Linked DNA regions of Urocitellus parryii: region 1 is linked to region 2. Evidence: chromatin contacts called from public Hi-C data. All regions are on one chromosome and are shown on one strand. The core of a region is the stretch at or near the end of the contact, and the rest is flanking DNA. Distances in the headings are between cores, read along the strand shown.

Region 1 (6,404 bases), core at 698-3,197, 230 kb after region 2:
AACCTCATACCTTTAACAATTCAAGGCAGATAGTAAACATGAAAAGTAAAAGCATCTAGAACAAAGTATTTTCACAGGTTTGGTGTAGGGAAATATTTAAATGAGACACAAAAAGGCACTGAACATACAAGCTGGATTACATTTTTACAATTAAGAGGATGAAAGACAACTGAGAATATATCTGCAATAGATGTATCGAATAAATGACTCCATTCTAAACCATATGAACTACTATAAACCAGTAAGAAAACTTCAAAAAAATGGTTATGTAAAAGATTTCAAAAGGTCTCATCATTATGGTCTTCATTTCTTAGTGTATGCTGTGAACTCCAAAATTTTATATCCAAATGAATACTCTTCACCTCTGTACAAATCTGCTTCATTTCAGTTTTATAATTTAGCTACTGGTATAATCTTTCACCAATTACCCAAACCAAAAACTTGTTTCCCTTTCAATTCATATCTTTTTCTTTTTGTGTTTGTGTGTGTGTGTGTGTGGGGGGGGGGGCTTACAAGGAATTGAACTTGAGGGCATTCGCCACTGAGTCACATCCCTAGCCATATTTTGTGTTTTACTTAGAGACAGAGTTGCTTAGGGCTGGCTTTTGCTGAAACTGGCTTTGAACTCGCAATCCCCCTGCTTCAGCCTCCCAAACTGGCTGGATTACAGGCTTGCTCCACCATCTGTGCCTGGCAAGTCCTGGCAGTTTTATCTCAAGATTATCTGAACTCATACTTTCCCTCTCCTACTCTAGGGTGGGTTAGAAATCATTTCTTTGACCTATATTAAGAGTTATTTCCCAGCAACTATTTTCCTTGTCCCTTTAATCATTCATTCACAGTACAAAAATTTACCTAAAAAATGCAAATCTATTGATGACTCTGCAGATTTAAAAAACACCCATGCTTCTTGGCACACCACACCTTGCCCATTATGATCTAGCTCTAGTTTCTCTGACTGAATTTAAATTCAAATTTTAGCGATTATGTTTTCAAACACATTGTTTTTGTCCGAATTAATTGCCTTTTCCCTCCTTTCATCAACTCTCATCTTTCAAGGACGAGCTCAGGTATCAAAGTTAGTCTTTGAGGAAGTTAACTTTGTAGTCTTTAAGTGCGCCTTGTTATCACTTCTTTCATTCTGTCGCTTAGAACAAAACGGATTTAAACTTCTTGAGGGCATTAACATCTTTGAGACTCGGAGTTTAGTGTGGACTATGGATGTACCAGACACTCAAATTACTTAATTCTACAGTGCCTCTCACTCTCCCTCCAGTTCCCCATTCTAACCCCGTCCTGTGAAACTTGCTGGAAGCTTCCTAGTTAGATCTACTTGGGCCAGAGAACGGTGGAAGAGGGCTTGCTTGGCCAACTGGGTTGGAAAATAAAGCAGCAATGAGACAATGTTAGGAAACTTTCCTCCCTTGGGTGCTTTCGGATTGAAAAGATTGTTCTTGGTCTGCGAAGCCGACTAGGAAGAAAGGTTGGGCCACAGACTGATGGACACACACGCCCGGGAAGAAAACAAAGTTTTCCTCGGTCACCTCTCTAGGACCAAAACAACTTCCGGTGAGTAGGGACTCGGCGAGTACTCAGCGAAAAGATCGCGAGAATCCACGCGCCATCCGGGACTCTGCTCCCGGAAAAACACTCGCAGTCACGAATGACGTCACGGCTCACGAGAGGTTGGGCTTCTGCGGTAACCATGATGAGAACTTCAGTGAAAAATGTCAGTGCAGTTTGTGTTATTAACAGACAGGCATACGCTCCAATCGCCAAGAGTTCATGAGGGATTACAGTGCGTTACAAAAGTGCTTCTGAAAGACTATTCCGGAAGGCTCTCTTAGAGTGCTGGCGGGGTTTGGGCGAACATGGAGGAAGAAAGGGCAAATGAGTGTGCTGGCGGCTTCCGTAACCATGGCTTCCAGGGAGAGGGGAGGGACTGTCAGAGCCTGTCACGGGACCCCAAACACGGCGGCGACAACCGGTCCTCCACTTTCCCAGCTGGCTCTGCGCCTGCTGGTCGCCTCCCCTCCCCCAGCCGCACGCTGCGTGCCTGCTCGTTGGCTAGTTAGGACGGAAGCTCGGTTGGTGTTTCTCCAGAAGTTTCCCCCGTGGGCGGCGGCGGTCCTGGTAACTGCGGTAGTACCAGCTCCCCCGGTAGCGACAGTGGCTGTTAGGGATGGCGGCGGCCGCAGCAGAACCTGCAACAGCTCAGCGGTGCGTGTTTTCCTTTCCTTTTGTTGTTTATTTTAAACGCCCCCCCTTTGGTTAGCGAGCTCTGCTGAAGTCGTTGTTTTCCCGGCAGGTTTTTCCAGTGCTTTTCAGATGCTTTGATCGAAGAGGATCCCCAGGCGGCGTTAGAGGTGAGAGACCATTTCTTTCTCCTCCACTCTGTTCTGGCTTAACCCCGCCTCTTCCCAGCATTGCCTTTTCGGGACGGAGGCTACAGTTTTTACTGTGTCTCCACCTCAGTATTGAGATCCTCAGTTTCTTTTCTCAGCCCCACACGGACCCTTTTGGGCCAGACCCCTGCTCTTACTCTTCTTCTCTCCCGGACTCCTGCATCCTGCATCCCCGCAGTTCCTGAGAAAAAACACCTTCTCTGATTTATTTCGTGGGGTCATAGTTGGTTTCAAAGAAGCTTCTTTTCTTTTTTTAAATGGTATTTCTGCCTATAGGAAAAAGTGAAATTTGGGCTTGATGATATTATTTCATTTGACTGTCATCCTTGCCATTCTTACATAACAGGCTCAGTGTTAAGCGTCTGTATGAACTCAGTATAGTAGAACAAAAGCCTTTTCCCATATGTCCCTAAAACTTTCCAGATGTCCTGTAAGGCTCAGTATTAATTCGTTTGTTGATAAATATTTTTTTCGAGTTGCAGTGTACAAGGAGTGATTGTTGTGGGTCAGTTCTCTTTATGTACTGGACTAAGTTAGCACTTTGTGTTTTTGCGCTCTGGAAGACCATGAAGTTGTAAAGGAATGTAAAAGTGTTAAGAGTTCAATAAAAACAATTAAATAGAGCCTAAGCTACAACCATGTTAGCCAGGAGTTTCTTGCTTTCAAGTTATAAGTTAGGTTAGCAATACCAGGCAAGAGGACCTTTTTCTTTCCTAGTATGACTTCTAAAAGAATTTTGCTGCACTGTACTTTTGGTCTACTGCTAGAGAACATTCATTCTCAAAAGTGTGGTCTTCAGATCAACTGCAGTATCATCTTGTTAGAAATGCATATTCTTGGGACCCACCACAGACCTGAAATCAGAAACTTTTGAGTAAAAGGAGGGTGATCATGAAATAAATCCAGCTATATTAGGAGGAAATGTTATTTCTTAACCTTGAGATGCCCTCACAAAGTCGAACGGGTAAATGTAAATTATTAAATAATTGGTAACTATAAGTAGGTCCAGAACATTGATGCTGAATATTAGTCTGTTTCCCCAAGGGCTACTTTAGCAGGCCATTTTGGGGTTCAGGTCACTTGCTATCATATTGGTTAAAATCTGTATATTTGGTCAGGAGCTGTACTTAATGGTAGAGCATTTGCCTAGCATATATGAGACCCTGGGCTCACTCCCCAGCCCCCTTCCCTGCTCCACAAAAAAAAAAATGAGTATTTTTTACCCAAGACCATCCAATCAGGAATAAGGAAGAAAGGGGCTGTGTAGTGTAAATTGTTTCACATTTTTCTTTCAGTCACCAAACAGCATTTATTAGTGCTGAATGTTCTCCTGGGGGCCAAGACTCTAAAGAAGAAAAGACTACCATGAGGGATTTTACAGTCTTGTGGACAGACAAGTCATCAGATTATTAAAATATAAGATAACTATTGTAATGGGCTTTTGTATGAAGTACAATGAGAGCATAGCAGGATAGAGACTGACTAGTGGGGTTTAAAAAAACAGAGAGGACCAGGGCTGTAGCTCAGTGGTAGAGTGCTTGCCTAGCACATGTGAAGCACTAGGTTGGATCCTCAGCACCATAAATAAATAAATAAATAGATAGATTGAATAAAACATGGAGAGAGGATGGACAGTGGGTATGGGGGGGGCAGTTAGGTAAGGGGAAGAACTTCTGATGTCCTCTAGCTCAGTAGGGTAACTGGTTTACAAACAGTTAATTGTATATTTCAGAATAGCTAGTAGAGAGGATTTTGAATTTATCCAATATAAAGAAATGGCATATATCTGAGGTGATAATAACAGTTACCCTGATCTAATCATTATGTATTGTATACATTTATTGAAATGTCATATCTTACTCCATAAATATACAGTTGTTCTGTCAATTAAGTAAAAACACATACACAAGTTTGTACAGAGGAAGTTGCAGTTCAGTAGGCACAGAAAAAAATATGCAAATAGTGTTAGATCATGCAACATAAGGAGGCAAGTCCTTTGGGAGAAAGGCTACACAAATACAGAGGCCAGGCATTTAAGACATTGAGGATTTTCAGTTTTACCATAATCATGCAGATCTCTGAAGAATTCTGAAAGAAATGAAATTACCTGAATTATACCTGCTCTAAAAGCAAAGTAGATAATAGATTGGAGGAGGCACAGGGATTAGTGGATAACAGAAATATAGTGAGAAGTTGTAAGAGGTGAATGTTGAAATCTAGGGCGGTGATTGAGGGCTTGGAGGGGAATTATTTTATGAAAAATGAACTAGACTTAGTGACAGTTTTAATATAAGTTTGAAGGGATGGTTTAAACTTTGAATATTGTATATGGATTGTTTCTGGAACATTTCAGGTGAAGTCTACAGAGAACTGGCTATATGTGGATGTTGCTCAGGAGCACTGGCTAGGCTCAATATAGACTTGAGTCACCAGCATACATCAAAATATATGTGAAGCTCCGAAACTGGCTAGGTCAGAAAATATGCTAGAGAGAATACTAAATATAAATGAGTTTTAGGGAAACAGCTTTAAAGAGGCTAGCAGAATAGTAGATTGAAAGGCCTAGTCAGTATTGTCAGGGGCCACAAAAAATGATCAATTAATGCATTGAATTTGGTAACCGGTGTTATTTATAACTTTGAGAAGATTAAGGACTATGGAGGCAAATATTTTTATATTCTTTGCCAAAGGAAACAAGGGCAAAACCGAATATAGGAAAGACTGAGAAAAGGTGCAAGGAGAAAAATCAGTAGCTTTCAATAATTGGATACTGGATGCCACATGTAGATCTAGGTTAGTTTTATTGGGGATTTTGTTTTTTTGGTACTGGGGGTTTATCCAAGGGATGCTTTACCACTAAGCTACACTCAGTACTTTTTAAATTTTTGAGACAGGGTCTTCCTAAGTTGCTTTGGGCCTCCCTAAGTTGCTGAGGCTGGCCTTGAATTTGCAGTCCTCCTGCCCTGTGTCACTGGTATTACAGGTGTGTGCCACCATGCTTGGCCCAACTGTAACTTTAATGCCTTAAAAAGAGAGTTTTCCTCTCTCTTGTTCAGACTATATTAGGGTTGATATTTGTGAATTGCTGACCTAATATATAACTTTCTCTCTCCTTGCAGTGCTGGGGGTTGAACTTGGAGCCTTTATCATGAGAGGCAAGTGCTCCACTATTGAGCCACAACTCCAGCCCACTAACTAGTTTTCTGTGGACGTGTTACAGTGTTTAGCATAGATCTTTACTAAATAATAGCCTTTTGTTGCTGTAATTCAAATTTGGCACTGAAGACCTTGTTTTATCTATTTTATTTTCTTAGACCCATTGTAGACAGCAGTGATTGTCAAAAGAACAGAAAGAAAAAAGCCGAACTCTAAAAACGTGCCATAAGTTAGATGTAAAGACCATAAATCATTATTTTAACTTTACTTTTCCTTGTTTTATTTTATGTTGCTTATTCAAAAGATAAATTGTTTTATTCATGATTTTGTAAGTTTTAAAATCTTATAAAATCATGAATAAAACTTTTATAAGTTTTTTTTTTTTTTGAGTGTCAGACTTTAAAGTTTGTACTGTGGTTTTTTGATAACTTTTTTCAGTAACAGTTTAAGTCAGTTGCTTATCTTATTTAACTGAATAACCATAACCAGTTCTCCTTAACCAGAAATTGGATTATGGTTTTAAAGGTTATTTACAGAGGTGCTTTAAAATGCAGAAGCATTTAACTAAATTTTTCTAACTTTTAAAGAAAAGGGATGTGTGTGTGTGTGTGTGTGTGTGTGTGTGTGTGTGTGTGTGTTTTCCAAATCTTCTCTCTCTACCCTAGTGTCTGGCTTATGTCTCTTCTGTAATACTTCTAAAAGTACTTTATTTTTTTTCTAAAAATACTTTTTAAATTAATCCAATCATCAGTATGATCTATAAGTCTTTTGACTGTAATATTTCTGTTTTCTTACTGAGAAGAAGCTAGAAGTTTGAGTTGAAAATGTGGTTTAGTAAATAAA
Region 2 (6,045 bases), core at 598-3,097:
TTTATAGTAAACATTTTGTATGCCCAGTTAAGAAAATGTTTTCCCCAACATTTCCCAATTTATTGGGGATAAAGTTACTTCAGTAGCATCATTATCTTTTTGTAACCTAAGTGTAATAACTCATGGAAATGTTTTCTTCTGTATGCTGATACATGATTTGAACTAGAAAATACTTATACAGAGAGAAAAGAAATATCCTCTTTTAGAAACAATGCCAAATGGCCTTAAATCCAAGATGATCTCTTATTAATGCTTCAGATCTCCTGGACAAAAAATTTTTAAAACCTGAAGGGGCAAAGAAATTCATTCCTCCAATTTCACAATGCATAAAATAGAAGGGTATAAGAAAAACAAAAGTAATAAACATACGAAGCCCAATGAAGCAATCAGTCATGCTTTAATCATTAGTATTTTTATGTTTTTACACTTGTCTCTGGTTTGCTCAACACTAAGCTCATATACAATTAAGATTTAAAATTTTCTTCCCATCTATTATATATCATTCTTAACATTTTAAAGACTGTTGTTTTTATTGGCTTTGAATATCTATGAATTTTTATCAGTTGGTGATAATATGTGGAAATATTCTATAATTAGTATTTTATTTATAGTCAAGTCAAGCAACAGCTAACCGCTATTTAGCCAACACATGCTTTCAATACATATTCACCCTTAGAATCTAAACGCTTGTTCTGCAACTACACAACTTGATTTCAGATAAAAAGACAAGACTACGAAAGACAGCTATCAATTAACAACATTAGTTTCAGGTACTGAGTCTCCAGGGTCTATTGAGAAAAGCAAAGGCTCCCCTCCTCCCTGTAAGGACGCAACCTGCAAAACTGTGAAGGGCCCAGGGACGCGGGCACACAGCCCAAGGAAAACCCCTTGTCGACTTAGCAGCGGTGTCATTATCGAGTCATTGTTCAAGTTTCTGCTCGGAAACAAAAATAAATGCTCCCAAGTGCAAAACCAGTTGGTTTTACGAGTTAAAAGCAAACAGCTGTTCCAGTTTCTGACAACTTAAAAGTGCAGTTCGAGTCACCTATTCACTTCTCAACAGGGGTAAGTACAGTACATTACAAACAAGAAAACACTCTCCCAAAGGGAGTTGGGCTTAATTTTCCCATAACCTTAATCAATCAGGGTCCCCACCCACCAGCTGACCGCTCCCACTTTGACAGGTATTGGGGTGCAGTGTCATCCAGTAAATACTAAGCACCCAGGAACAATCCCGGGAGGGGGGGAGACCAGGGAAACAAACAGGGGAGGATCCAGGCGCTGCAGAGGACCCGGGGACCCACGCTGTCCCCGGACTGCGAGAAGTTTCTGGAAAGCGCGCGGCAGGGGCGAGGCGAGGAGAGCCGCACCGCTGCAGAAGGAGGGCCGGAGCGCGGAGCGGCCCTGGCGGCCTCGTCGGCCGCGGGGCGGGGAAGTCGGGCTCCGAGGGTTCTGAGGTAAACAAAGAGCGCAGCGGAGACCGAGCCGGGCCGGCACCACCGCCGCCACTGCCCGCCCACCGCAGGAGCCCTTGGGCCCTCTGGCCGCTCACCAAAATGCGTTTGAAGAGGTTGCTCTCCTTAGGCGGCAGCTGCACGTTTGGCATCGCGGCCGGCGGTGAGACTGGCTGTCCGGCGTCTCTTTTCCCAGGGGTAGGCACTAGAACTAGTCGCTGCTCTGAGTAGGGCCGCAAGAGACGGGTTACTGCATTAGCCTAGACTCGGGGCTGGGCAGCCAGGGCGGGGCTGCTTGGCAGACTGGCAAAGGAAAGAATCTATGCAGGACACGCTTTTGCTAACTCTGGCCACAGTTTCTGGCGAGCGCTCCCGCGCGCTGCAAGATGGCAGCCAGGGCCCGCCCCCCTGGAGCTGAAGCGGGCAGGGACGCCGGGGGCTGGGCGCACGCGCAGACCGCAGCATCCCCGAAGCGCTCAGGGAGGCGGGGGCGAGAGGGCAAAGGACTGGGGCTGATTGGCGTAAGGCTGCTGTCACCAGAACTGAGTGCCTAGGGCTTATCATTCAGCATAAACCCTAAAACACTGGCTTGAATTGCGCTTCTGGCCCAAGATAACGTAGGCTATTCCCGAGTCAGATATTTTTACATTTCTTCTCTCTCAGCAACTTAAACCGTGCTCTTCACATAATAGAACCTGCATGTAGGACAAATTTGTTTTCCTTCCCTTCCCCGCGCTATTTAGACTCTTAAGAGGGGCCTTTTCAGTGCAGATCTAGAAAATGGTCACGCCTATGTGAGGACACATGGGCAGGCCTTGAAGTGAGCAACTTGATGTGAAAGAAACTTCAGAAAAATATTCCCAACCATTTAGAGCACCTACAGTTTTCAGTGGGAATAATGATGGTTTTATGGGGCCATGAATCTTCCAGATCTACCTCTTCTTTTCCCTGGGTTCCCTTCTTACAAGCCATTAACATAATTATAATAATAGAAACAGGATTCAAACTCAGGATCTTCGAATTCAGGGATACTTTCTACAATAAATAAAAGAGCATAATGATAGTAATGTTTGTGTCTAGACAAATACAGATATACATTTGTAACACGAATAACTGCATCTACAACGTTACTTTAGTATTAAGGCATATCTAAATATTAAATACATAAATACATATCTTGGATGGTAACTTGTGCATATTTATGAAACTATAGAGTAGAGTGATTGATGCTTAATTGCATTTAATAGGTCGTAATGAGTGCTGAGCTGGTATTTGATTTTTCTTCTCTCTCCACTGAGTTGGTTGGAAATGGGAGAAAGTAGGCATCATAGGAGTCTTTTAAAATAGGGAAGAGACTATTATAAAAAGTAGAATCCAGAAGGCCTATTCTTCTCTACTGAAAATAGGCACTCCAGCTATTAGAGAGGAAGAAGTCAAGAAGGACTTTTAGGGAATATGACTGAGTTGTACCTGAGGACTGCCTAACAGCCAGCAAATACAAAGAAGTCCTTGCTCACAGTATCCTCAAACCCAACCACTTCCACAGTACCTACCCACAGTACCTATCACTGTGGCATTGTTAATTTCTGAAAATTCTCTGGCTCTCAATTTATCTACATCCTCTGTAATAATCTAATTATTAATAAAGGGTTAAAACTGAGACAAGCTAAAGCTCCAGTGCTCTAGTCACGTCATCCCCAGAACTTATAGGACATTTTTCTATAATATACATCAGCCAGCTCAAAGCCACTGTGCCTTTCCTCAAGGCCAGTTTCAAAATGACAACAAAAATTTTAAAACAAAATGGAGAAAAGCATAGTACTAACTGTAAATATCTTAGAGACAAGGAATATTTATCTGTTATGAAAATTTTCTGTGGGCTTCATCCAGCCTTACTCACTACAAATCATTGTTTCCATTTACTGTGGTACCTGCCAAATCTTCACCCTTATTCACTGTGACTCTTCCTCTTCTCTAAATTGGCCAGCTCATGCTGGTTCATTATTTGTACTTTGCTGCCTTCCACCACTACCAACTTCTCCCATTTCCCATGATGGATCCCCAACATCCCGTCTCCACATCTTCCAGGGAAGCACAGTAGCACAAAAGAAACCTACAATCCTAAACACTGGGAAGTGAGTAATTATAAATTATTCATATTGAATATTTTCCTCACTTTCACACACTATGCATGCATACCTTGGTAGCTTATATAGAGCGAGGGTAAGGAGGGCGGTCAGATAATGAAAAATAAAACACCAGTTGTGCTGCTGGTAGTTGTGAGCCCCAAACCTTAGAGTATATAAAAGATGTAATGTATCCACAATCAGAAGGCCTAGATTAACCAGTTGCTGTAATTTTATTACTGACTTCCTGTTTACTCTGGAGAAAAATCTTTTTTTTTTTTTGAGAGAGAGAGAGAGAGAGAGAGAATTTTTAATATTTCTTTTTTAGTTCTCGGCAGACACAACATCTTTGTTGGTATGTGGTGCTGAGGATCGAACCCAGGCCGCATGCATGCCAGGCGAGCGCGCTACCGCTTGAGCCACATCCCCAGCCCCAATGGAGAAAAATCTTATTTCCACCTTTCAACAGAAAATGGAGTTATAACATTATAATCTCTTTCACAACAAGGTTATATGAATTTAATGCTTAGTCATTCAAAGCTTATGATTTTTTTAAAATGCTGTGTAAATATGAATTCGATGTTTCTCAAAAAGAAAGCTAAAACCCCTTTGAAGGTATCATGGACTTCCACCAATTGTTTGTTCCTGGTATTTCAGACAAGGTGTACCTCAATTCAAATCAGCATTTCGAATCAGCATTAAATTATAGCTGCAATAGTTTCTATAAAAACCCTCACAGGGCTGGGGTTGTGGTTCAGTGGTAGAGTGTTTGCCTGGCATGTGTGAGGCACTGGGTTCAATTCTCAGCACCACATATACATTAATTAATAAATAAAATAAAAGTCCATCAACAATTTAAAAAATTTTTTTAAAAAATCTTCACAGTTCCCAAAGCAATTTTGGCATACATGATATGAGCCAGTTCTTCTATTTGCTTAGCCTAGAAGATCCAAAGAGAAAAAAAAAATAGGAAAAGGATTTTCTTCATTCTATGCACATAACATATCTTGTAGAATCTGCTGGCAGGGTAAAATTAAGAAGTTTGCTGCTATTCTCACAACCAATTTAGCCATGTAAAGACTGATGGGAAAACAATTTACGGGATTTCATACTAAATTCCACTCAAATTCTCTGATGTTTCTGCTCCCTTCTTCTCTCCTTGCTCTTGTTTCTGAGGGGAAAAAAAAAATGGCACTCTCATTCCTCCCTTGAGTTATCCATTCCATTCCCTTTTTGCTCTTCCTGAACTTTTATTCATCAGTTACTGTTTCATAATTTGCATATTGTGGGAGGAAATAGACAATAAACACATAAATGAGAAAACAAGATAACACCAGACAGTGAGAAGTCCTATGAGGGGAATAAAATGAAGTCATGTGAGGGCAATGGGGGCCGAGGAAGGGACTCCTTAAATCAAGTTCTCAGGAATAAGTACCCTCTGGGAAGGTGGTAACAACTGAACAGAAACCTGAGCATGAGAATAGAGCTATCAAGGTAAAAAGCTGGGACAGCATATTCTAGGCAAATTGAACCATGTGCAAATGCCCTAATGTAGGAACAAGATTGGCATGATCAAGGAACCAAAGGGGCAGGTGAGAATTTGTCTCTATTCTCACATTCAAAGAGTGGCTAGAATATAGTGCTTGAGAAGGGAAGTGGCATGCAGTTTGGTTAAAAATGTAAACCAGGTTTGTCATTTCAGGCAAAGTTGTTTGGGGTTTTTTTTTGTTGTTGTTAATTTGTTTTGTTTTTTGTTCTGTTTTAGTCCATTTTTGTTGCTATAACAAAACCCCTGAGACTTTATAAGGAAAAAGGTTTATTTAACTCAGAACTCTGCAGGCTCGAAAACATAGCTCTGGCATCAGCTTCTAGTAAGGGCCTCGTGGTAGATAGTATCACACGACAGGAACTCTAGTATAAGAGAGGTGTCAACAGGATGGGAGAGGAAGCAAAAGACTGGGGAGGAGTGAGTTTTGTTCTTTTGCTCTTTTATAATAATCCACTTGCTTGTTCTGGGGAACAAATCCACTCTGGAGTCATGACCCAGTCACCTTCCATTAGGTCATACCTTGTAAAGGTCCTAACACCTTTCAACATCATTACATTGAGGACCAAACTTCTAGTACGTGAATGTTTGGGGGACAAACCATATCCAAACCATGCCATATCGCAAGTTCAATGGGAATCCAATGAAGCATGTCAGCAAGAGAGTGACCTGATTGAATTTATTTTTTAAAAAGATCACTCTGAGTACCCAGGGAAAACAGACGAGAAAATGCAAAGTGGCAAAACTTTGTTCCTTAAGATTTAGCTTCTTCATCCAATGTTAGGAGCCACAGCAAAAATATTGATACAGGCACCTTTGGATTTTATTGACTGCCAGCCAGCAATTCACATTCATATGGTATTTGGTCTCATGCTGTTCAGCTGGGCCCATTTCAGGACTCAGGTTACTCATGTCACTC

Evidence for each region. A called contact is a pair of places that touch in the nucleus more often than the background predicts.
Region 1: a contact with region 2 is called in a Hi-C map of muscle, with 4 times the contacts expected there. The contact joins the promoter of Sugt1 here to the promoter of Naa16 in region 2. A contact is called at or near these places in 2 of 2 Hi-C or Micro-C datasets (liver and muscle).

Annotation. Positions count from the first base shown.
Region 1 is chr2:47,066,898-47,073,301 of mUroPar1.hap1, forward strand. It overlaps Sugt1 (SGT1 assembly cochaperone of MIS12 kinetochore complex), which reads left to right and starts at 1,948. Exons shown (of 13, transcript XM_026399577.2): 1 at 1,948-2,220; 2 at 2,309-2,366. The coding sequence starts at 2,183.
Region 2 is chr2:46,833,345-46,839,389 of mUroPar1.hap1, forward strand. It overlaps Naa16 (N-alpha-acetyltransferase 16, NatA auxiliary subunit), which reads right to left and starts at 1,848. Exons shown (of 19, transcript XM_026399576.2): 1 at 1,553-1,848. The coding sequence starts at 1,606. It overlaps Mtrf1 (mitochondrial translation release factor 1), which reads left to right and starts at 1,572. Exons shown (of 10, transcript XM_077795207.1): 1 at 1,572-1,652.